Regions from separate parts of the Mus musculus genome. Here regions 1, 3, 4, 5 and 6 are each linked to region 2. The links are chromatin contacts, called in public HiChIP or PLAC-seq and promoter capture Hi-C maps. All regions are on one chromosome and are shown on one strand. Each heading gives the region's core, a stretch centred on a gene start, on an enhancer-like site or on the middle of the called end of the contact. The rest is flanking DNA. Distances are from core to core; before and after follow the strand shown. Region 1 holds the start of Rbm18 (RNA binding motif protein 18). Region 2 holds the start of Ggta1 (glycoprotein galactosyltransferase alpha 1, 3). Region 3 holds the start of Ttll11 (tubulin tyrosine ligase-like family, member 11). Region 4 holds the start of Fbxw2 (F-box and WD-40 domain protein 2). Region 5 holds the start of Phf19 (PHD finger protein 19). Region 6 holds the start of Rabepk (Rab9 effector protein with kelch motifs).

Evidence for each region. Promoter capture Hi-C pulls out the DNA fragments that hold promoters and counts their contacts. HiChIP or PLAC-seq counts read pairs in DNA pulled down with a chosen protein or histone mark.
Region 1: a contact with region 2 is called in a FOXA1 HiChIP or PLAC-seq map of pancreatic cancer cells. The contact joins the promoter of Rbm18 here to the promoter of Ggta1 in region 2. A contact is called at or near these places in 1 of 39 promoter capture datasets (cranial neural crest) and 2 of 115 datasets of contacts at active chromatin or transcription factors (memory CD8 T cells and pancreatic cancer cells).
Region 3: a promoter capture Hi-C map of pre-B cells shows a contact between it and region 2, with 4 times the contacts expected there. The contact joins the promoter of Ttll11 here to the promoter of Ggta1 in region 2. A contact is called at or near these places in 3 of 39 promoter capture datasets (cranial neural crest, liver and pre-B cells) and 3 of 115 datasets of contacts at active chromatin or transcription factors (bone marrow-derived macrophages, epiblast stem cells and memory CD8 T cells).
Region 4: a contact with region 2 is called in a promoter capture Hi-C map of cranial neural crest. The contact joins the promoter of Fbxw2 here to the promoter of Ggta1 in region 2. A contact is called at or near these places in 1 of 39 promoter capture datasets (cranial neural crest) and 1 of 115 datasets of contacts at active chromatin or transcription factors (embryonic stem cells).
Region 5: a contact with region 2 is called in a promoter capture Hi-C map of embryonic stem cells. The contact joins the promoter of Phf19 here to the promoter of Ggta1 in region 2. A contact is called at or near these places in 2 of 39 promoter capture datasets (embryonic stem cells and pre-B cells), 1 of 484 Hi-C or Micro-C datasets (embryonic stem cells) and 1 of 9 other capture datasets (liver).
Region 6: a contact with region 2 is called in a FOXA1 HiChIP or PLAC-seq map of pancreatic cancer cells. The contact joins the promoter of Rabepk here to the promoter of Ggta1 in region 2. A contact is called at or near these places in 2 of 115 datasets of contacts at active chromatin or transcription factors (bone marrow-derived macrophages and pancreatic cancer cells) and 1 of 9 other capture datasets (adipose tissue).

What each region holds. Positions count from the first base shown.
Region 1 is chr2:36,134,644-36,138,592 of GRCm38.p6, forward strand. It overlaps Rbm18 (RNA binding motif protein 18), which reads right to left and starts at 2,061. Exons shown (of 6, transcript NM_026434.4): 1 at 1,839-2,061. It overlaps Mrrf (mitochondrial ribosome recycling factor), which reads left to right and starts at 1,755. Exons shown (of 7, transcript NM_026422.2): 1 at 1,755-2,056.
Region 2 is chr2:35,459,311-35,463,152 of GRCm38.p6, forward strand. Ggta1 (glycoprotein galactosyltransferase alpha 1, 3) reads right to left here and starts at 2,139. Exons shown (of 8, transcript NM_001145821.2): 1 at 1,885-2,139.
Region 3 is chr2:35,978,528-35,982,771 of GRCm38.p6, forward strand. Ttll11 (tubulin tyrosine ligase-like family, member 11) reads right to left here and starts at 1,293. Exons shown (of 10, transcript NM_029774.3): 1 at 645-1,293. The coding sequence starts at 1,097.
Region 4 is chr2:34,823,806-34,827,666 of GRCm38.p6, forward strand. It overlaps Fbxw2 (F-box and WD-40 domain protein 2), which reads right to left and starts at 2,430. Exons shown (of 8, transcript NM_013890.4): 1 at 2,367-2,430; 2 at 2,157-2,265. It also overlaps a transcript of Gm34653 not described here.
Region 5 is chr2:34,912,361-34,916,079 of GRCm38.p6, forward strand. Phf19 (PHD finger protein 19) reads right to left here and starts at 1,616. Exons shown (of 15, transcript NM_028716.4): 1 at 1,581-1,616.
Region 6 is chr2:34,798,372-34,802,090 of GRCm38.p6, forward strand. Rabepk (Rab9 effector protein with kelch motifs) reads right to left here and starts at 1,541. Exons shown (of 8, transcript NM_145522.4): 1 at 1,380-1,541. The coding sequence starts at 1,397.

The sequences.
Region 1 (3,949 bases), core at 811-3,310, 680 kb after region 2:
AATATATATTAGCTATTGGTCAGGTTTACTGTTTTGTTAATAATGAGATGGTTCTCCTTAGTTATTACAGTTCACCATCTGCTTTCTTTGTGTAACTTTTGCAAAGAGTGAGTGTTAGGAGATGTCTTAGTCAGGGTTTCTATTCCTGCATAAACATCATGACCAAGAAGCAAGACTGGGAGGAAAGCGTTTATTCAGCTTACTCTTCCACACTGCTCTTCATCACCAAGGAAGTCAGGACTGGAACTCAAGCAGGAGCTGATGCAGAGGCCATGGAGGGATGTTACTTACCGGCTTGCTCAGCCTGCTCTCTTATAGAACCAAGACTACCAGCCCAGAGATGGTCCCACCCACAAGGGGATCTCTCCCCTTGATCACTAATTGAGAAAATGCCTTACAGCTGGATCTCATGGAGGCATTTCCTCACCTGAAGCTCCTTTCTCTGTGGGAACTCCAGCTGTGTCAAGTTGACACAAAATAGCCAGGACAGGCTCATACACACAGAGTTAATAAACCTAAAAGATCTGTAAAGATAAATCCTGCTTTCCTAATTAGTTAAGGTTGCTGAGAAGAAAAAAAAGAGTTTATAGATGAAAAATGAAATTTTAATAAATATACAATATGATAAAGGAAAGGTAAAGGGACAGAGACGATAGCTGCCTATACCAGACTTCAGACCTCCCTCCTAGGAAAAAAAAACAAAAAAAACAAAAACCCAAACCCCCAAACCAAAACATGTATCTTCTGTATCTAGAAGTGCCTCAAGCTCTGCCTTGTACGAAATACTCTCCATTCTCGGATATTTTTGAAAAAGAGAACTAAATTTAAAAACGGCAAAATATTGAAGTAATTGACAGATACTGAGACAGGCACTATCATTTAACGACTCTTCAGTTTAGTTCCCTTATGAGGAGAGTACCTCATTAAAGTCTGTAGCTCTGCCAAATTCTACCCCTAATGCCTTCAGAACCATGCTGAGAACTCACCCAACACTGAGAAAGCTGTGTGACTGGGGGTTGCACTACTTCAGACTGAGAATGCTGGATTTGAATGCTAGAACTTCTGATGTTCTCACGTCTAAAAACAACTGTAACACCAAAAAGATACTTAAACATGCCAAAGAGGCCATGTATAAATAGGAAGAGTACAGGACATGGGGCTAGAGAGACTCGACTCAAAATCAACTTTTCCAACTACTGTGCCTTTAGTAACAGTCCCTCCCTTAGGTATCTTCCTCAGGATCTCTGCTCCTGTGTGTGAACACAATGAGTAGTTTACTTTTTGCCTATGTTTCTAAAATAATAAAAGCTCCTATGGCATAGGGCCTTGATCATGGTTCTCTATGCCCAGCATATTGTACACTGCCTGGCTCAGAGTTGGCACTATTTTCAATTCTCTTCTTTCCTGAGATGGAGACAAATTCCTGCATCACGTGGTCATTTTAAATAAGAATATACATGTGACAGCTCAGCTCATGAAATTTTGAGAAACAAACAGTAAAGTCTAATAAGTTAGTATGTGACTATCAAGTCTTTTGGGGGTTGCAAAGGCGACAACTCCTTTGAGTAACATGTTCACAAATGCCAATCTACTCCTCCCGGCTGAGCGGTATCTACTCTAAAAGTCAGGAGGGGACTGGGGTCGCTTATTCTTACACGTTAACCACGGGGTCAGGCCAACAACCACGGCACCCCGATTCCTGGCAGCGAAGTCACTAATGGGATTGTTATTTCCGGCCAGAGACAGGACAATCCGGGGCGGGGCCTAGAAGCCTGCGGGTGAGGATGGTTTTCGCCAAGGCCCCGCGGCCAGGATGGCACTGAGCTTCGGGTACTCACCTGCTAGCCTCAGAGCTGTGCCCTCAGCTCATGCCCCGAAAGCAGCTTCCGACGCTGGGGTCCGAGCGAAGGACCTGAGGTTACCTCTGCCGAAACACCGCTCGCCGCCTGGCCGCCCGTGACGCACTACGCCTGCGCCGCCGCGCTGGCCCGTGACGTCATGACGCCCGCACCTCCGCTGTCCCGCGTGTGTTTCTCTATAGTCCCGGCCGTAGCTGGTGAGTGGCCTTGAGTGTGTGTGGGGGTCGGCTCTCAAGGAGTGGGCGGGATTCGAGCTCTGGTGACACTTTTCTAGGCTCTCGGAGGGACCTCGTAGGGCTAGGATACTATCCGTGACTGGTTCAGCAGAGTTCGGCTGGACCTTAAGGCCGGGGGCGGGACTTCTATGCTCACAAGGGTGGGGCGGGGCCATTGTCACTCAGCCGACATTTAGAGCCTTGCCTGGGAACTTGGTAAATAGTTCCTGATGCTTAAGACGTCACCTGACAGGAATAATGCCTTTTCCAAACAACCCTACACGCGGAGGTGTAATTATTCCCGGTGGTGATGAAGAAACAAAAACTCAAGCGCTGTCTTTACCAAGGTCGCGCGTCTCCCAAGTGATGAAGTTTGAATTCCACCCAGGCCTGAGTCGAATGCCTGGGGCTTTTAAAATCATCATTCTGCTGACCAGTGGGCAAACAGTTGTCATTTCGATGGTGCTTCATCATTCCCGTGACTCTGGCACATTTTACAGATTAAGATCACATACTTAGGAAGCACTAGAAGCAGGACAGTTGCCTAGGCCATCTCAAAGTTTGGTGCTTTTTTTTTTTTTTTTCCTTCTCATTCCTGTGTTTTTATTAACTCACACACAACTACTTGTCTTCTGGATTGTTGAAGCAGTAAGGCAGGCAACACTCACCACAGTAATGTCTGTCAAGGTAACTAGCCATGAACACTCTAGCCCCATGTTGATCAGGAGGACATTTTCATCCACTTTATAGTATTTCAGCACAGCCAACTTAACCTTCTTATTCTTATTCTTCTTGGCAGTGCTATAACCCTTTATCCTTTTCTCAGGACCACCATGAAGTCTCAGCACACCTTTTGAATGTTACAGTCAAAGTATGGCCATCTTTCAGCTGCTTGCCAGCAAAGATCAGCCTCTGCTGAGAGAAGGAATTCCTTCCTTATCCTGGATCTTGGCCTTAACATTTTCTATAGTGTCCGAGGATTCAACCTTTACTGAGACCTTCCATAAGGGTCTTCGTCTCTTCCTCTTGTAAGGTCTGCATGCTCGGGGTGGTTTCACCACAGATGGTGGATCGGATCCACAGTGCTTTCTCTTTTGACCACATTCCATTGAAATTCCCAGAATCTTAGAGAACCCATAGTTGGAAAGCCAGGAAACTTGATTTGATTCCTTCAGTGAATGGCCGAGGATACAAAACCAAATTAGGAGAAATTATTTGCTATAGTTCTCATCTGGGGTAGAGCTGTGATCCATGCTCTTTGAATGTAAGTGGTTGTGAATTCCAAAGTTGCATGTGATAGGGTTGATGAGGCGGGTACATTGGAATCCAGGTGTCCTAGTCTTTACGTGAAGTCTTTGTCCACTATTCCTCCTTTGGCGTGTGCCAAGGACATTTGGATGTTGTATTGAGTCAGGTATTCCAAATACCTTTCTTTACATGGTACTGAGTTTGTAAAGAAGCACACCATGTTCCAAGCAGAGAACTGGAAATCCAGGGGATAACGGAAGCAGTGTTGAGAAATAGAACCCAGGACCAGCCATCAGAGGTGTAGATTCCAACTCTGGTGCCAGCATTTTGACATTTGGCAAGGATTTAATCTTTGTGGAAGTCCATTATCATACTTAGCACATTTGTATGATGTCTTTATTTTTGTACTATACTAAGTACAGGGTACAGTAATAGACAAGTAGGTTAGTAGGTAGATTCGTGTACTAGAGCTGTTGTGAAGTGCCAGCAGTCATATGGAGATATTTAGATAAGGATCAAGTAATTATACATATTTACTTTTATTGTTAAAAATTATGTGCTGTGATGAAGTATTGGCATGAAAGCTGCATTTCAGGAAATGTGACCAGTTTAGTTGGAAGAGCTGGC
Region 2 (3,842 bases), core at 889-3,388:
AAACCAAAAAAAAAAAAAACAAAAAAAAACAAAAAACCAAAAAACAGATCCAGGAAGTCCCTGAAACTGACCAGATTCACTAGGCCCCTCCCTACAAGAGCAAGCAATAAAAACTGAGAGTTACTCTCAGACTGATAGAAGCTGAGCTGCAAAGAAGACTCTGAGACCAGACCAGCTGCCTGGAAGAAGCAGAAACCAGCTGGACTGCCTAGACCAGGTTTAGATCAGTTACCTGGAAAGGGTACTCTCCAACTATTGAATTATCTGAAGGCTATGCTCCAGGTTCCCAGCTTTTGTGACTTGTCACCTGTCCTTTGATGATACAGCTATCCATGAGTCATGTATACTTCTGTAAGTAACCCCTCACCTATATTCCCATAAATAACATTAATAAAGCTCTGGGGTCCGCCAAGTTGGATTTTGGTGGTATCCGTATTTTGGTCTGCCCTGGACTCACTATCCAGGTGAGTAGACAGGTGTGCTGTATCCCCTGGCAAAAGTTTTGTCACACAAGACTTCAGCCACTTCTCAGAAAATGACCAGCCTAGACCAAACACAAGGACTGTCCCTCTAAAAACCTTCCAACTCATTAAAACCAAGAATGCTTACGGTTTATGTATTTTAGTGTACGTAAATTAGAGTGTAATTAAAAATTAGTAAATAACTTGTAAAGACCCCTGATTATTTATCAGAAAGCATATTCACTTCAAAAAATAATATTTATACCTGAACTGCACCTGTTGAAATGCTCAGCCCCACCCACTACCTCTTCCCTTCCACTCTCCCCAGCCCTTCCCCCCAGAGTCATGCCATCTGTTCCTTAGTCGTTTTCTTGCCATGGTGGGAGATGCTGAATAGAAAGTGAGCAACCAGGTTGTGGTGGCATACGCCTTTAATCCCAGCACTTGGGAGGCAGAGGCAGGGGAATTTCTGAGTTCGAGGCCAGCCTGGTCTGCAGAATGAGTTCCAGGACAGCCAGGGCTACACAGAGAAACCCTGTCTCAAAACAAAACAAAACAAAACAAAACAAAACAAAACCACACACTCCAAACAAACAAACAGGAAGCACACAAGCCTTAGAGGCTGGCTGGAGTGCATTCCAACCTCAGATTCAATCCAAACCCTGAGCACCCATAAACCAGTGACTTGGCTTCTCCCAACTTTGATTTCCTTCTCTATAAATCCAGCCAACAGTGCCAAGCTTATCCTGTTAGGCTGGGGAACCTAAGAGACCCATGTACACTAAAAGTTTCACCAAGACCCAGAAGTGCACAGGGAATAAAACCCATGGTCAGCCCCTGGCTCAGAAGTGTCAGAAACCGGGCAAATGGCTGCTCAGAGTCAGTATGGCCAGTGCAAGGCGGCCTTTCCTGCTCTGTGACTGAGAAAGCTTCCGGTAAAGTTTAGCCACAGGGGGCCATTGACAGTAATCAATTGATCTCCCGCCTTCTGATCTCAGGCATTCCACTGAAAACTGACCCTAATCACAGGGAATGGGGACAGGAGGCCTCCCCAAAACATCCTCTTGGGGCGTTCCTAACACAGAAAGTAGAAATAAAAGAATCGGTTCTATGTAGTAAGATCACAGGAGCAGGAGCCAGGGTCTCCAGGTACCCCTCCTAGGCCATTTGGGGCCTGCGCCAATACTCAAAGTCCCTGGAACCAGGTAATCCCAAGTGAAGTGTTCAGCCCTGCATTTAGTCACCAGACACCTGTTACTTGCAAAAGATAGCTTGGACCCGCACGCGGCTCCCATCAGGAAGAAGCAACTACTCCCAAAAATAACTGTAAGGAAGCACTATCAAAAGGCAGAGACTCCCGTAGTCCTGATGCCCCAATCCCTGGACAACCCGAGCCATGGCGAGCCCCCTCGCCTTTGCCTACCCAGAGCCTGAGAGCGCGAGGTCTTCAGCAGAATCGGTACTTCTCATTCCAAGAAGAGTCTACAAGGGAAGGTGTCAGCCAGCTAAGAAAAGGCAGGGCTAGGGCTCCACCCAGAATCTCCAGCCTCCTAAGACACACCTATCTACCTCCGGGCGAATGAAAGAGGCAGTCAGATCTGTTCTGGGGCCGATAGTGGCCCAGACAAGCAAAACTACAAAAATAAGAGTCCCTGGGGTCCTTCCTGAGGGAGGAGCTAGTGGCGTTGACATCCCCGCCCTCCTAGCCTCTTCCTGGCCCCCGCAGCAAGGAGGACAGCACTCTCTCCAGTCTCTGTTCTCTCTCCTCCGCGCCCCCCCCCCACAACATTATTTCCCGCTTTGCTGTTTCTTGGATGATTTTCAAGAGTTTGTGCAATCGCATATGTATGAAAATGCCATAATGAAACACAGTACTTTGCATGCAAAATAAATATAAAATAATAAAACGTTTGTGTGTGTGTTTTGTTGAGAGGTTCCCCTGCCATCTTCAAACACTTGATGGTGTCTCCTTGCAGTGGGAACGAGGTGGTTTGAAAAGTTGTGACGAGATTACCTCCCATCACCCAACACAGCAAAGTTAGTGCCTGAGACTTTGCCCAGGCTTGATTTTGGCTTGGTCCTTCCTTCACTGTTAGGAGTCTGTCTGTCTCTCAAATTCGAGTGTCTCTCACTTTGCCCCTACCTGCACCCCTTTTCCATCTTGTCCATAAGAAGAGCCAACCCGCCCTGTCCTAACTACAGTAGGAAAAGACACCTCCTGCTTTCTACACTCACTGGTTAGTACCGGTGGTCCCAGGATCTGATCTGCCCTACTCGCCCTGCCCTGCCCTGCCCTGCCCTGTGCTGCCCTGTGCTGCCCTGAATATCAGCTATTCGGATAGCGAGGGAAGGTGGCGGGAGACCCCAGTAAGCAAACAGATGCAGCGACACTGTTCAGGGTGGGACAGAGCCTAGAGTTCAGAAGTGGATACAGAGGAAATGATCGAGTGACCAGGACAAAAGCAAGGACCGAGGTAGGGCTGGGCCGGAATAGCGGCGCTCCCGCTCGCCCACACCTCCTCCCCACTGAAGCCCTCGCGTGGCTTCAGTGTCAGACGCCCGGCGGGACCCACCTGATCCGCAAAAGCAGGCCGGGTGTGTGTTGTCTGCTGCGCTGGAGACGGGACCACGCGGGCGGGCGGGCGGGCGGGCGGCGCCCTGCGCTGTAGGAGACCCGGCCGCTGCTCTGTCCGGGTGTGTCGGGTGGGGTGCGCGCCTCTGGCCCCTGCAGAGCTCGGCGGCCTAGGGCGCAGGCAAGTGGCGTGCGCCGACCCGAGGAGTGGGAGCCTAGAGAGTCCACTCCCACCCCCACCCCCAACACAACGTCCGGCGTGATGCACGTGTGATGCATCGGGTGTCCCTCACTTTACCCCAACCTGCACCTCTTTCCCATCTGTGGGAGGAGTGATGTTTCATCTCCACTCAGGCAGAAAAAAGCCTGAAACCAGCAAAAAAAAAAAAAAAAGAAAAGAAAAAGAAAAAGAAAAGAAATCGCTCACGGCCGCCTGTGTCTTCTGACCTGCCCATGGTGATAGGGGCTGCAGAGGAGGAACTACGGGTGTGTGTGTGGGGGGGGGGGGGTGTTACTGGGTGATGGGGTGGGGAACCGACACCCTATGCAATGAGGAAAGGTCTCATGGACACTGGCTTGGCTTACAGCCAGACACCTGGGAGCCTGGAAGGTCTTTCCACACTGGGTGTTTCTCTGGGAAGAAAGGAGAAAGGCCACGGGCTACAGGCTAAGGACTGCCCATGGATGCTTACTAGGCTAGGTCTCCCAGTCCTGAGCTCTGGGGTGAAAACTGGCCAAGAGGCATCTAGAGCATAGCTTGCTTGTGGCCTTCGAGCCTTGGGTGTCCTCTGATCGGGTTATACAGAGCC
Region 3 (4,244 bases), core at 43-2,542, 520 kb after region 2:
CAGCCAATGAAAATAGAAACCTCTCGGATTCGTTGGTGCTTTTGTCCCACCCCGTCCCTTAAAAGGTCTGAAATGAATTCAAGGGTGATTCATCTGCTCACACATGCTTTCACCCCCACTTACTGTCACCTGCTACATCCCCCAATCAGTGTCTGCGGTGGTGGTGATGGTGGTGGTGGTAAAAGATCGTGATGAAAGTAGGTTGTCATTTGCTGAAACCTTGTGCAAGCACTAGGCACTATGCTCCAAACCGGAACGAACCGGCTTCCCTTTACCGAGGTAAACGGGACCAAAAGAAGAAAAGTAGCTTGCTCAAGGTCGCACAGCTAAGTTGAAGAGTGTAGTGAGGCGCTGGCGAGCACAAACCTGGCCCAAGAGTGGCACTCTAAGCATGAAAGTTTACTAAACTTTAAATATCACTGAAATGCAGAAAGTGAAAGGTGGCCCCTGGCCCCGGGGCCAACAGAGGAGAAGACAGGACGGATAAACCAGGATCTACAGCTTGACGAGGCCAGGGCTGCAGACATAAGAAAAGCTGTAGGGGAGCAGAGCAGAGACGGGCTGACCTGACCTGGGAAGTGGCTCCGGGGGCCAGGCCTCGGGACGACCCCCCTGTGCCCACGCGCCGGGCCGGCGGGCCTCACCTCCTTCCACCTGAGCTGGCGAAGACTGATCTTGAGCGCGTCCAGGGAGGTGCGGGCCTTGGAGCTGTCCACGGTGACCGGCCGCATCGAGCCTGCGCTCCGCCGGTAGACCCGGCTCCGGCTCCGGCCCCGTGCCTTCACGAGCTGGCTCAGGGCCCGCGCCGCCGGCCTCGGCTGGGCCAGGGGCAGCGCTGGTGGCAGCCGCCGGACGACGCGGGCCTCTCCTTCCTCGGGCGCGTGGCGTCGCGTCGGGGTCGGGATCCGGCCCACGTCCTTGGGCTGCTCCTCCAGCTCCAGGCGCTCTGGATCCCCGGCCGCGCCAGCGTCCACGCCCTGCTGCTTCTCAGTCTCCGCCGGTAGCGACTCGGTCGCCGCTGCTGTCGCCGCCGCCGCCGCCGCCGCGTCCGCCTCCCACTCAGCCTCCGGCTTCTTCTCCGGGCTGCTGCGCCGCATGACGCTCAGGGCCGGTGCCGGCGCCACAGCCACCGCCGCCGCCGCTGCTCCGCCGTCCCGGCCCGCGACCAAACTGCCGCCGCCGTCGCCGCCGCCGCCGCCGCCACGCGCTCCCCGCCCGAGCCCGTTGCCATGATCTCTCAGGCCCCGGTTGACAGGGATAGTCGCCGCCTCGGGACGGGGCCCCGCAAGGGACAATCGCCTGCCGGGCCCGGCGACCTCACAAGCGAGCGCGTCCACGTGACCAGGCCTGTCACAGAGGTGGCGATAGCCATCTTGGAAGAGGGCAGCTTGTCACACATGCAGAGTTTCTGAGCACTCAGGGACTGGCTAGGAATGATTTATAGTGGGGCTGAGGGTAAAAGAGGTTGCGCTCCTGTCTCGCTCCCGAGCTTGGAAAGGGAAGGACTTGGGAAGAGCGGCATCTTCCTCAAACACGAGACTTAGTTTCCCCAGTCCTACTACATTCATCGACTCCTTTTCTGTGAGCCTCAGACTGAGGCTGGAGGCCACCTTTGTCGGTTTTCAGGTCTCTCCCATGAGATGGAGAAGCCCTTCAGATTCCTAGACTTGTAGAGGGCAACACTTTTTATTACAATAAAAACATATAACAAAACGTACTAATTATTTTTAAATTTATTATGTGTGTGGTGTGTATAATTTTGCCTACATGTATGTATGTGTACTATGCATGTTCCTGGTGGAGAAGGAGGCCAGAAGAGAGCATCAGATTCCCTGATGTGACCTGCTGCGTGGTTCCAGGAAATGAATGGCAGATGAGCCTTCATCTCCAGCCCTCATTTAATCTATTTTTAATTCACTCTTCAGTGGCATTCAGTGCATTCATACTGTGGTGCAAACCATCTCTACCATTCATCTTCAGAACTTTTCATATTGAAAGCATACCCATAAACTAACTCCTGGGATTCCCACCCCACAGCCCTGGTCACCACAAGTCTATTTCCCCCTTGAATCTAACTACTGGGGTACCTCTTGTTTTTATCTTATTTGGCTTCACAAGGTTTTTGTTTTTGTTTTTCATCATAGTGGGTGTCAGAATTTTACTCCATCATAAAGCTTACAAATATTCTATGTGTGCGTGCACAATTATTCTTCCATAGACCTTTCTGCGGACTTTTTGGTTATTTTAATCCCTTGACTCTTGTGACTAATAGTGCCATTAACATTCATGTACAAGTATTTCTTTGAGCCCCTCCTTTCAGTTTTTCATGGCTGCCATACTTTGTTGTTGTTAAGATGGTCTCTTTAGCAGGCCTGGCTGTCCTGAAACTCACTATATAGACCACTTGGTATCAAACTCACAAAGTTCTGCCTGCCTCTGCCTCCTGAGTGATGAACTCCTATACCCAACTAAGGTAGGCATAAAAATGTAGAGTTGATCTAGAAGAGGGTCCTCTCCTGCCTGAGGGAGCCACATTTGGGTTAACTTGAAAGTTTCAGAAAATGGGGTTAGAAAGTCGTAACAGCAGCCTGGACTGACCAGTGGCCGTGGTTGCACTTCAGTGAGTTCTGCCACATTTAGTTTTAAGGGTCCTGGGGGAAAATGGCCCCTCCTGCATTTCTCCAAAAGTCTTGTTTCCTTGGCCGGGAATTTCAGTGTGTGAACAAGCTGCCTCGAGGCCCACCCAGGTGTGGAGGCGTCAAGAACCTGTAGGTGCTTGAGGTGCTTACCCTGTGGCCCAGAACATCTGGTTGAGCCTGTGGGTGTGACTGGTTGGGGGTGGGCGGGATTGTTAAAGTTGCCCCGTTGATTCTAAGGCCCCAATATCAAGAACCAGAGACTTGCCTGAGGCCTTCGGAGAGTTCTGGAGCTGTCCGTGGGGCCTTCCCTGCCCAGCCATTCACTCTCCCTCAGGAATTAGTTCAGGGTTATGCTTTCAGTAAGGAAAGTTCTGGAGATGAATAGTAGGACACCCCAAATCCTGTCCCACCTGATGTCTCTCATTCATTAATGCTTAAAATTATCATACCCCACCTCCCTCCTCTCTTAATCCATCCCTACAGTTGTGACTTTTACATTGAGATAGCATTTCTCTTGCCTTCCCTGTCACCGTTGTGTCAGGTCAGCCTCTGCCTTTTCTCCGAGCTGCTGCAGCAGCCTCCCAATGAGTACCATCTGTCTCCATTACACTCCTGTCCATTCATACCGCAGCTGGAGCTGCGCTCTCCAAGCATAGAAACATCCTCTACTTGCACAACCTCTCTTGATAAATTTCAAACATTAGTTGTCTCTTTCTACCCTCTTTTCTGGAATCACATCCTCTCTTTGCTTCTGTGACTTTGTACACACTGTTCCCTCTGCCTAGATGTACCCTTCCTTAGTGTCTCTGCCTAGGAAACTCAGAGTCATCTTGGTAGCTGTCTTTTGGGGAACTTTACTCAGTGCCCTCCGGCAGAAGTAGCTACAGTCTGTACTGATGGTGTGCATGATAACCCTCTACCACATCCTGACTGCCACTTCACAGAGAAATCATCTCAGCCTCCCCATCAGTCTAGGCAAGGACAGATTTGAACTGATTTCTCTCTAGAAAAGACCAGAAAATGTGATCCACAAAGAGCACTGTGGATGCAGTAACAAATTATTTACAGCTTATCACATCTGAAAAGAGCGGCCCACATAGCGATAGCCGCTTGCTTATACAGTCGTAATCTCTTCTGCCTCTGGGGCTTCCCACGTGTCCTTCCAGCTCTGCCCACATCTTCAGCTTTCAGTCCGCTGAGATGGCTCTGGTCCTTCAATTTAAAGCCGACCTCACCCGGTGAGATAATTATGGAAGAGAGAAAAATAAAGATGAAGCATGAGACCAAATGAGTTTCCTGAGAATTAAAAGCCAGGCTCTACATCAGACATGAACTATACGCTGAATCTTGAGAATGGGGCAGGCATAGTTAGATGGCGTGGCCATGGCATAAGCCATGGCCAGAGCCAGTGAGGAAGAAACCAAGCACAGGCTCTGCCCACTGAGACACAGTCACAGAGGCTCTGTCCACCAGCCGAGGACACCCCTGCCCCTGCTGCAGATGCTGCAGGAACTCACCGAGGAAAAGGATAAGGAAGAGATGCAGTGCTGTGCATGCAAGGGAGCAGGGAAGCTGACTGGACCAGATGAAACCCAAGCATGGGGG
Region 4 (3,861 bases), core at 1,180-3,679, 640 kb before region 2:
TGTGTGCTAAGCTGTGTGCCTTGGGTATTCTGGTATTCCATTCCTTTACAGTACTGTCTGTTAGAACATGGATTGCTAAAGGCTACAGTTTGCTTTTATAAGCCTCACATAAGCTAGTGACAGCTCTTAACTGTGTTCCCTACAGAGCCATGAGGGTCCTTGTAGCCTGTAAGATAAAGCAAATTAACAATCTCCATGATGCTGGCACAGTGAAACATACAATCTTAGCTTCTTAGAGGCTGCCCTTACAAGATAACTAAGTTAGAGATCAACCTGGGAAATATGTGATCATGGAATGCTCAACTAAAGTCTAAGCTTCCATTTGTAAAACAGAAGCTATTCTAACTTAGCAGTGTGCGAATCAGAAAAGCTGCAGTGATACGGCACATCTAAGCCGCTAACTGCTTCCTTAGCTCTTTTCTTTCTGCACACCCCCCTTGCTATCTTGTGCCTCTCACCCTTCTCAATGTAAACACTTAACTTGTTCTGCAGTCCTCAACAGAAACAATCACAAAGCTCTGAGGAAATGTGTAGTATGATAAACATTCCTAAATTGGGAGATGAGAGCATGAATTTGGTTTCTGCTTCTAAGCAATTATATTTATGTTGGTCCTAATAACTGAAGCAGCGCCTAAAAATATCACGCTTGATTCTAACATGGTTCATAGAAGAAGTCAATACTACTGCCCTTACCAACAAAGAGGCTAGGGCCCAAGAGGCAGGGTGGCTCAACCAGAGTTACACAGGAGCAGCAGCTCAGTAGTACCCAATCTCCACCTGCATCTTCTACAGGCAAGGCATTATGGGTGTAAACTCAATGTTTTCCCTCCTTCTAGTCTGCATAACCTATGCAGGTAAGGAATCAAGGCTTCAGGCCTGTGAGATGAAGTGCTTACTGAAAAGCCTGATGACCTGGGTTGGATACCCAAAACCCACGTAAATTTGGGGGGAGAAAACTGACTCCATAAAGCTGTATGCAAAACCACGCACGCACACACTGGCATATACATGCTCCCTCCAACATCCTACATAGACACAGACATATAGACACACTAAAAATCATTTTTTTAAAGAACAAAAAATAAATACTCATTGTTGTTGGGAAGGTTGTCTCCTTGCCTCCCCTTTCACAACCAGTTAAAAGGTAGGCCAGGCGTGGTGATACATGCCTTTAATCCCAGCCCTCGGAGGCAGAAGCAGGCTCTGTGAGTTTGAGGCCAGTCTGGTCTACACAGAGGATTATGTGTACAGAAAAGTATTCTGTGAATATTGAGGAAGCTGATTAAATATTGCTTCAAGAGAGAACTGGAAAGAAAAGGGATGAAGTCCCTTTTAACAAAACATCTTTTTGTATTTAAAACCATGTGACTACACTATTGTAAAGATCTTTTCCTCCTTTTGCTTGTGATATTTAGAAAATTGTTTTTACTGTTCCTTTTTGTTTTGCTTTTTGTTTTATTTTGTTTTTTGAGACAGGCTTTTGCAGTGAAGCCCAGACTGGTCTCACAATTCACAAGACTGGAGTGCTGGGACTGCTGGAGTCCACAACCACCCTTGGCCTAAAAGCCATTAATTTAGAGACTAATCTTTTAAACCTTTGAAAGAATACAAATAATGTTTATAAAACACGGGCTCTGAAATTTCACTTGTTGGGTAACCATGGGCAAATCATTTCTTGTGTTTCAAGCCAAATTTCCTCACTTGTAAACTGTCGCCTGGTACTGTTTTACCTACAAGATTGTTAGGGTTAAACAGCGTTCTGTACAGTATCTGGCACACTATAAGCCTACAATAAATGCCAGTTACTGTTATAATGTAGTACTAATACTGTCATTTCTCCCCTTTTAAAAAGAAGCATCATCTCAAATACACACCTGTTTTCAAGGCATACACACAAGCATGGTGCCTTCCTACACATACTACTACGTTCTGCATTTTATAAACCACCTGTCCACATTTCATCATCTTTAATTAATTAAAGTGCTAGCCTTGGGGCATCAATGTTAACTCGTTTCGCGGCTAGGAAAAACCGAAGCACCAGAAGGCAGGAACTCTTAGCTCTAATTTTCCTGTCTAAAATTAACTCCGAGTCTCTCAGCCCGTTCGTGACTCCCTTGGTCCCCTGCTCCTGGAGCCGTGTTCCGCGCGGCACTGACCTGAGCGAGCGCCCCGGGGCCCGGGACCTCGCGCCGGGCTCACACCGACTAGGCGCGCTCGGGCCGCCAGAGCGTCGCAGCGGCCGGGTCCGCTCCACAGCCATGGCGCCTGCGGGGAAAGGGAGAAAACAGGCCGGGGCGGCGGGTCAGTAACGCCGCGGGCGCTGGGGATTCCTGTCCAGCCCGGCCCGGCCAATCGCAAATACAGACCTGGACCTACGGCCGCTGCTCTGGGTCCGCAGCCTCACAGGGGAGCGGCTTCCGGTGCTGCTGCGTCATCTCCGCGCGCCATTCCGGCGCCCAGCGTCGGGCGGAAGCGGCTCTACTTCCGTCTCTGCCCTCCAAGTACCTGGGAAAGAATGGCCCCGACTGTGGAAAAGGGCCGAACATGTGCTGTACCACCGTCTGCGCTTACACCTTATGATCCTGAGCAAGGTGGACCTCTAGATTTGCACAATGTTTATTTTCCTCATCTACTTTTTTTTTTTAACCAAGTTAGGGTAATATTTCACAGGAGAGAAAGGGCTAAGGCTCCAAATCCACATGTGACGATATTCAAACAGCCCATTGACACCTGGCACCTCCCAAACACGATTCTGACACAGCTGAACAAATCCCTAACTGCGCGAGGTCTATGTCTAGTCGTAGGAGGAAGACAGGACAAATAACAAAGTATACTGCAGGAAGCAAGGACAAAACATGGTAAGGGAGTTGGGTAGGGGCTGGGTTAAGCTCGAATCCCAGGACATACATGCACGCTGTCCAAACGTGGCCACTTAGCCACGGAGACAGCTGTTCTCCGAAGCGCTTGTTACATATCAGCTAACTAGCGTGAAGCCTTTAGTCCCCCCAGATAGAAGTGGTAAGCAAGAAGCTCTATAAATGCTGCTGTGTGAAAGCTTTGCCTGTCTGTTTGATGGGACAAGGTTTTTCTGTAACTCTGGCTGACCGGGACCTCGCTCTGTAGACCAAGCTGGTCTTGAACTCAAAGATCTGCCTGCCTCTCCCAATAGCTTGGGACTAATGAATGGTGTGCGCCATCATTGCCCAGTTTTTGGTTTGTTTGTTTTTGTTTTTCCTATTTAAAGCTTTTGTTTCCCTTGGGTTTTTTTTTTTTTTTTTTTTTTTTTTTTGGGTTTTCGAGACAGGGTTTCTCTGTGTAGCCCTGGCTGTCCTGGAGCTCACTTTGTAGACCAGGTTGGCCTCGAACTCAGAAATCCCCCTGCCTCTGCCTCCCGAGTGCTGGGATTAAAGGCGTGCGCCACCACGCCCGGCTAGGGTTTTTTTTAAGAGTTATTTATTTTATGCGTATGAGTACGCTGTAGTTGTGAGCCTTCATGTGGATGATGGGAATTGAATTTAGGACCTCTGCTCACTCCGGTCAACCCCGCTCCCTATGTGAGACCGGCGCTCGCTCAGTCCCAAAGATTTGTTATTATAAATAAGTACACTGTAGCTGTCTTCAGACGCACCAGAAGAGGGCGTCAGGTCTCATTACAGGCGGTTGTGAGCTACCGTGTGGTTGCTGGGATTTGAACTCAAGACCTTCAGAAGAGCAGTCAGTGCTCTCACCCACTGAGCCATCTCACCTGCCCTGTTTTCCCTTGTTTTACAGCAGCCGCCAGAGCAACAAGGCGAGAAGGGCAAATGCTAGGAGGAAAGGGAGAAGGAGTTAACAGTTCTTATACAAGCCTTGGGTGTCTGG
Region 5 (3,719 bases), core at 366-2,865, 550 kb before region 2:
TTCCCATTGCACCTAACACATCTGGCTCTCCCCCATCTCATTGAAGTGCTGCCTTTCGCTTCCCTGCCACAGTGGCTCCTGGTGCAGTGGCCTGAGAATCTCCAAATCTCCACCCTAGAATGGTTGGAGCATCCTGCCCAATTCCCCAGCGTATTCTGCTTCCAACTCTGTCTCAGTTTTCTTCATCAATTATTTCATTCATCTTTTCCAAGCCTATTTTCCTGAGCCTGTCGCTTGCTACTACTGGCTGGCACCTGGTACGGGGAGTCTCAGGACACCCAGCTTCCCTCCAGGAATCTTCCAGAAGGTTTGTGGCTTCCCAAACCTTCAGGAGTGGCCAGCATTATTGCTTTCTCCCCTCCGGGGGGCTCACCTGGCATCACATTCCTCCACATACATACACTCTAAGGTCAAACACAGCTTGCCGTGTGTGGGGATGGTGGGGGCGCTCCTGCTCAGGGTCTCTCCCTCTGCCTAGGTGTTGGGCACCTGGTGCCCTGCCAGCCCACAAGAAGACAGCTCTGGGTGTGTTTCCATGTGAGTGCCTCTTCAGAGAAGGTTAGTCTGGCAATGTGCTAGTCCTATACGTAAAACTAAATACACGTGGACATATGAGGGGCCTGGGGCGGCAGGGCATAGTCAGGGTCTTGGGTCTCCCGATGATGGGAGTAAAGCTCCTCTTGCCTTCTCTCCCTCCTGTCTTTTATTCCAGGGCAGAGGCACAAGCACCAGGTGTGGGCTGTAGTCAGAACTTTTGCCCTCTTCCCTGGCACTTGGCTCTTTGGGAGCTGGGAGGTCCCTGCTTGCTTGGGCCTGGAGTACCGCAGGGCCGGCCGGCCTCAGCAGGTTCACAAACTGACATTTCCTCCCCCACTGAGCTTTTGGGGGCAAGCCGGGTCGCTGCGCCCCCGAGGCCGTGCTGGGCCCCCGGGTGGTGGCCCCCCCATCCCGCCTCCATCCTCCTGGAGAGGGCCCCCGAGGGCTGTGATTGGCTGATTCAAACCCATCGGCACAGAAATGCTTGTTTGCGGGTTCCCGTCGGAGTCCAGTTCAAATCCGCGGCACTGGGCGCGCGGGGCCGGGCGGGGGCAGGAAGCGCGCATGATTCATGCGCCGAGGCCTCTCCAGGGCGGCCGTTGGCTTTTTAAAAGGGTGTTCAGGGGGGAGGATAGCTTGCAGAAAGTGTCCCCTTCAGCTTCAGGCACTCCTTTCCTCAGTTGCTCTAATTGCAAACTTTCTCCCGCTCCCAGCCGATCGTGCCTTACTTTGGACGTGAGCAAAATCCCAAATGTCCTGCCTATCCTCCTCTCCATAGCTTTAAATGGAAAAGAAAAGGCACACGGCCACAAACGGAGACCTGTCACCCACACCCTGGCCAGCGTTGGGATTGTGGCTGGGACTCCCGCTGCCCTGAGGGTACCGCTCGGGCTCCATCTCTATCCCCATCCCACAAGCGCGCAGCCTCCAGCCCCCGCCCGGGGATCCTAGGGCTCAATCTAGGTTTCTAGGAGAGGGGTCGTGTGCAGGGATTAAAGCGTGAAACGCGGACACTCCCGGGGCGCCCGCAGCGCGGGACTTACCGCGAGGCAGCGCGTCAGCCGGTCCCACTTGGAGTCTGGCCACCAGGCACATCGGCGGCGGCGGTGCGCTCGGCCCAGGGCTGCCTGGCCGAGTGTCCGCCCCTGGGGCCGGGGTAGGGGTCTCGGCGGGGGCGGGGCGGGGCGGGGGCGCCGCGGGGAGGAGGGGACGCGGGGAGGGAGGGGCCGGTGAGCTCAGGAAGGGGCCCCCCGGGCGCGGGGCGCCATCTTTTTCGCGTTTTCCCGCGAATTATTGACGTCCCCGCTTATGTAATTAGCAGGGGCCGCACCGGCTTTGCCATTGGAGCCCGCGGCTGGCGGGGCCCCGCAGCGTCTCCCGGGGCCGCCCCCGCGCAGCGAGTCCAGCGGGCACACGCGGAAACACAGCTGTACAGAACCACGGCTGGGCGAGCGTACGCACACCACACGCACACAGCTACTACACCCAGACCCTTCACGACCCGGGTTGGTCTCCCAGCACCTTGATCTTACAGAACCAACATTCCACACTACTCCTTGGAGACCAGGAAAAGCCTAAGAGAATCAGACACAGGACACACACCACATATATATGTGTGCCATAAGTCACAACACTCAAATGACACTGCCCTCAGCATAGACTCCCGCGAAACCACGTGCAAGGCATACACAAGTCAGCAACATAGAGCCCCGACACAGTGACCACAAGACCCACTCGAGTATGCCAGTCACGCACTGTAGAGTTAACAGTGTAAAAGAGATAGTCACACAGACCATGTGCACAAACACGGCAAATATGAAAAGGGCAAGCTTAAGACAGATCTTGTGGATAGGGCTCCAATCAGATAAGATCTCCCTCCAGGAGAAAAAAACCAGAGTGTCCTGAACCAGACGCACTCTTGGCGCCAGAGCTTGAGATAGTGTCGGTCAACACCCCCTACCTGCATCCCTGCTTTCAATCTGGACTGCCCACTGCACCTGCTCGAATGGCTCCCTGCAGACACACCCTGCTGGGATGAGTGCATTCCTGGTGTGCTCTTTCCTCCTAGAGCCTTCCCTGTTCATTTTTCAGGGTTCACATTGGCCCTCTGCTCCCTGGGGTGTGGGCAGTCTGGCCTGCAGCTCCTGTCTGCCCCCTCAGTTTGAGATACAGGAGTCCTCTTCCACATGCCCACATTCCCCTTTACTTCTGGGTCTTACTGCTCCTCCTGAGGATTTGACCCACAGCAGAATCTGGCTGAGCCTGGAAAGGAAGTTGGTAGCAGCCCCACCAGACAGGCTCTTCCAGCCCAGGAAGGCATAGCTGCACACCACTTTCTGCAGAGATAACCCTTCTCTGTACAGGAAGCTCTGTCATGAGCCTCTAGGCTGGCCAGAGGCACCTTTAGGATTCCAGGGACAGAGACAACAGAGCAAGCCTGGCTTTGTAACTCACAGGCTGGCGCCACCTATTCCTGGATGTGAGATTGAGTGTGTCACTTTAGTTGTCCAGCTGTTGGGAAGGTTAGAGGCACTGTATGCAAAGTCCCTGTCACCCCATGGGTGGGCAGAAGGTAAATACCGTGCTTTGTCTAGTCTGTATTCATCCACTGTTCTCTTGTGTAGGGCTACAACTGGCTTTGGGCACAAAGGCAAGTAAGAGAAATGGGGCCTGCAATCTGGTGAGGCAGCCAGTACAGGGGTAACACTTTTATATAAAAAAGGTCTTTAGCATGGAATTAGGGAATTGTTGCTATGAGGCCAGTTCTGCCTCTGAGCAGGGGGATTGTGGGTAAGCTAGCCCCCAAGGTTTATTTATATACCCCGTCCTATCTGTTCCAAAGCGGGGGCAACACTACTCTGCCTCACGGGGCCGTGGCCTAGAGAGAGGTTAACATAGGCTCAAGAAGGAGCAGGTGCTTTGGTAAACTCCAAAGCAGTGTGTGAAGTGAGAAGGTGTTGACATACTAAAGACAGGAGACTTGTAATGTCACCAAAAAGGTTGTGTGTCATTCACAGTGGTTTACAGGCTAAGGTCCATGGAGAAACTAGCATTTGGACAGGATACAGTAACAGAGAGGCCCGTATTTCAGGAGGAGGGAATTTCAGGAGGGACTGATCAAAAAAAAAAAAAAATAATAATAATCCAGGTTAAAAAAATAAGAAGTGCTAGCTAGGTGTGGT
Region 6 (3,719 bases), core at 291-2,790, 660 kb before region 2:
GTGGGGGCATGTGGTCTCTGTGATTTCTATGCCTGCCTAGTCTACATAGTGAGTTCTAGGACATCTAGGGCTAACCCTGCCTCACCTTGGCCCTAGCATGCCATAGAAACCAAGTTTTCTGGTCTCTATCTTTTTGCTGTTATTTTCGGACAGGATCTCACTCTGTGGCTTTTTGGGGCCTTGCCTGCAATACTGGGCTTTCTGTTGCTCCTCTGACTTTCATAACTTGCACTGCCTCACCCAGTGGGAATTTAATAAAATTAACAAGCATTCTGTGGTAATTACTGCCGCCCCTATCTTTCCTTCCTGTAAATTTTCACACTGCTAGTGGATATTTAAAGCCAGTTTCAAGGAGTTGGCATGGCTCTGTGGTAGAGTGTCTGTTTAGCATGGGCAAAGCTCTGGGTTCAAGTCCCAGAAAATTTCAAAGGTTATTTAAAGAGATTACCCCTTTCCAGTCTCTCAAGTTACTGCTCCTGCCTCAGGGATTAGCAATATACATCACATACACCCTCGGCAGGAAGGCTTAATCAGGACTTGGGTTTAGACCACAATATATATGACTGTATCCATTTAACCACCATATTACAGGAGTCATTCTGAACGTAATTATCTTTTCTTTTAAACTCATTACTCATTTAGAGACACGGTCTTATGTACCTTAGGCTAGCCCCCACTCATTATGTAGCCAAGGATGACCCTGAACTTCTGCTTCTCTTGCTGCCACCTCCCAAAAGCTGGAATTACAGGCAAACACCACCATACCTTTTTATGCCTTCTGGAGATCAAACCCAGGGCTAAGTTCTCGATAGGCAGGCAGTCTACCAATTGAACTACACCCTTACATCCCTGAATGTAACTATCTATTTAAAAGTCTGTAATCGGCCAGGCATGGTGGTGCACTACATGGCACTAGAGAGGCTTGAGGCAGCAGAGGCCAGCTTGAGCTACACAGTGAGACTTGTCTCAAAATAAAAGTAACAGAAAAGTATCGAAACTAGATTCCAAAATGTTAGCATGTCCGGCCTTCTGATTCATTCCGATAACTTACCAATGGACCTGCAGAGTGTAGAAGTGAAGGACAAACGAATGAAGAAAGGGAATTAAAGGAGAGTTGGGCCGATGAGGCCCACAAGCGGGCTAGGCTAATGACCACAGGGTCAGCCCAGAGCTTAGAGGGGCCGGCGTGGCGGGGACTCTCCTAGCCACCTCCTTTGCGTCCCCTCTGCCGGCCACATCTCCGCGCGAAAGAAGTCGGGGTCAGGGAGAAATGGCTGCCAGCTTTCCCCAAAACTGACCGGCCGGAGACCATGGGTACTACCCCTCCCACCCAGTTCAAGCCTACTGCCTTAAGAGACCTCCAGCCCAGCACCTATTACCTGCCGCAGCCCCCGCATGTCCTGGACGTGGCTCCACCCATGGGGCGGAGCTTAGGAGCCCGTCCTCTTCCCCAGTCCCGGAAGCGCGTCCAGGCCAACCGCTCTACGCCTCCGGGTCTCCGGGACTACGCGCCAAACTTAGTCAGGGCCTCCCGGAACTCTGCGTACTGGTTGGCATCCGGTCCATAACTCCAATTTCGGGTCCCGACGGAGTTTGTTACAGCAGTCCTTAGTAGTGACTTCTGAAGGGGAAGGATGGGTTGGAACTCACGTAAGCCAGGCTGACCTTGAATTCTGCTTCAGGCTCCCGAGTGAGATTTCCTGCATGCCATAGGATGCTAGGTTTTGCCTGTGCAGGTTTGAGGTTGGTTCAAACTGTGGATCCTAAAGCGGGTTATTTCCATAATCGCTGTTTGTGGTTACAGCACGTTCCAGACCACAGGCCCTGGGCTTTCCGGGAGCTCACAGGCTGAGCAGAGAGATTAAACACGAAGGACAACTAGGAGGTCCTATTGTAAACGCTGAAGAATAAAAAGTTCATTGACACTGTATGTTCTTGGGGAAAGTTATTAATACTTTTGGTGTCTTCTCTCAGCGACACACAAATTTTAAGATTTCCATAGAGGTTGTAGTCGGGAATTTTTATGGAGGCCCAGAGCTGGTCCTTTGTAAAAGCCGTGATTATTTTTATCTAGACACAAACTACCTCTGTTGACAGCTTCATCTGCATCCTCTCTGATCTATGTCCTAGCTATAGGTGCCCCGTGACTTTCCTAAAACAAAGATAGCTCGCCTATGTGCCTATGTGTGAACAGAGTACCATACTCTGAGCTCACTAACTTCCCTCAGAACTCAAGACAGCCTAGAAACAGAAGTAGTGTGTCTTTAGTGGGAGAGGGAAGACAGACTGGCTTCAAACAAGCTCCCGCACTAAATGGGAAATGTCTGACGAGTCTGCTCCTCTCTGAACCCTAGTTTACTCATAGATAGAATGGGAATAGCAATATCGGAACACAGCTGTCTAGAGAATTTACTAGTGCAAGTAAAAGAAAAACTTGGGTTTTAATTTTGAGACAGGGTCTCATGCAGTCCAGGCTTGCCTCCCATCTCACTGTATACCTGAGGATGGTCTTGAACTCCTGATTCTGCTGCCTCCACCATACAAATGCTGTGATTTACAGAAAAGATTTACAATGCTCCCACTCCAATTTATTTATTTAGTTACTTGAAAATATAACCAAAATTCATGGACAAAGTAAAATTGGGCTACAGCTCTCTTCACAACTTTGCCATTATATTTCCAATACCTGAGTCTTTGTGATTGCCTGTAATTATCAGAAAGCTCCCATAGACTGCCAAAGAATTTAGAGGTATGCACTCACTCTGCTTTCTTTTTTTTTTTTTTTTAAGATTTATTTATTATATGTAAGTACACTGTAGCTGTCTTCAGGCACACCAGAAGAGGGTGTCAGATCTCATTACGGGTGGTTGTGAGCCACCATATGGTTGCTGGGATTTGAACTTGGGACCTTCGGAAGAGCAGTCAGTGCTCTTACCCGCTGAGCCGTCTCGCCAGCCCCTCACTCTGCTTTCCTTCTGGAGAGAATCAGGGCTAGGTTGGCTCTGCCATGTGCCCAACATATATTTAGACAGCGAGTCCTTCTCAGAGCTCCAGAATGTGCCTTGGGCCTTTTGGTTTGGATTACACCAAGAAGCCATGCTGGAAGGGTATATTATCAAGAAAAAATGGACTATCAGATGGTTTACATTGTAGAAACCAATTCATTTAGACTAGAAATCACATTCTAAGTTCTTGGAGGGATGTTTGAATTCTGTTTTTAAAAATGAGAGTCAAGGGGCTAAAAAGATGACTCAAACAAACCAACCAAGACAAATTCTTTTGTTTTGTTCTTCTTTTTTTTTTCTTTAAGATTTATTTATTTTACGTATATGAATACACTGTTGCTATACTCGGACACACCAGAAGAGGGCATCAGACCCCATTACAGATGGTTGTGAACCACCATGTGGTTGCTGGGGATTGAACTCAGGACCTCTAGAAGAGCAGCAGTCAGTGCTCTTAACCGCTGAGCCATCTCTCCAGCCCCTCTTTGGTTTTTTTCGAAACAGGATTTCTCTGTGTAACCCTGGCTGTCCTGGAAATCACTCTGTAGACCAGGCTGGCCTTGAACTCAGAAATCTGTCTGCCTCTGCCTCCCAAGTGCTGGTATTAAAGGCGTGAGCCACCACCGACCGGCCACTTACTCCAACTTTAACTGAAGATACCGACAGGGTGCTTTACAGGGTGGGAGAGCCAGGGAATTCTCAGTTACTCATTTT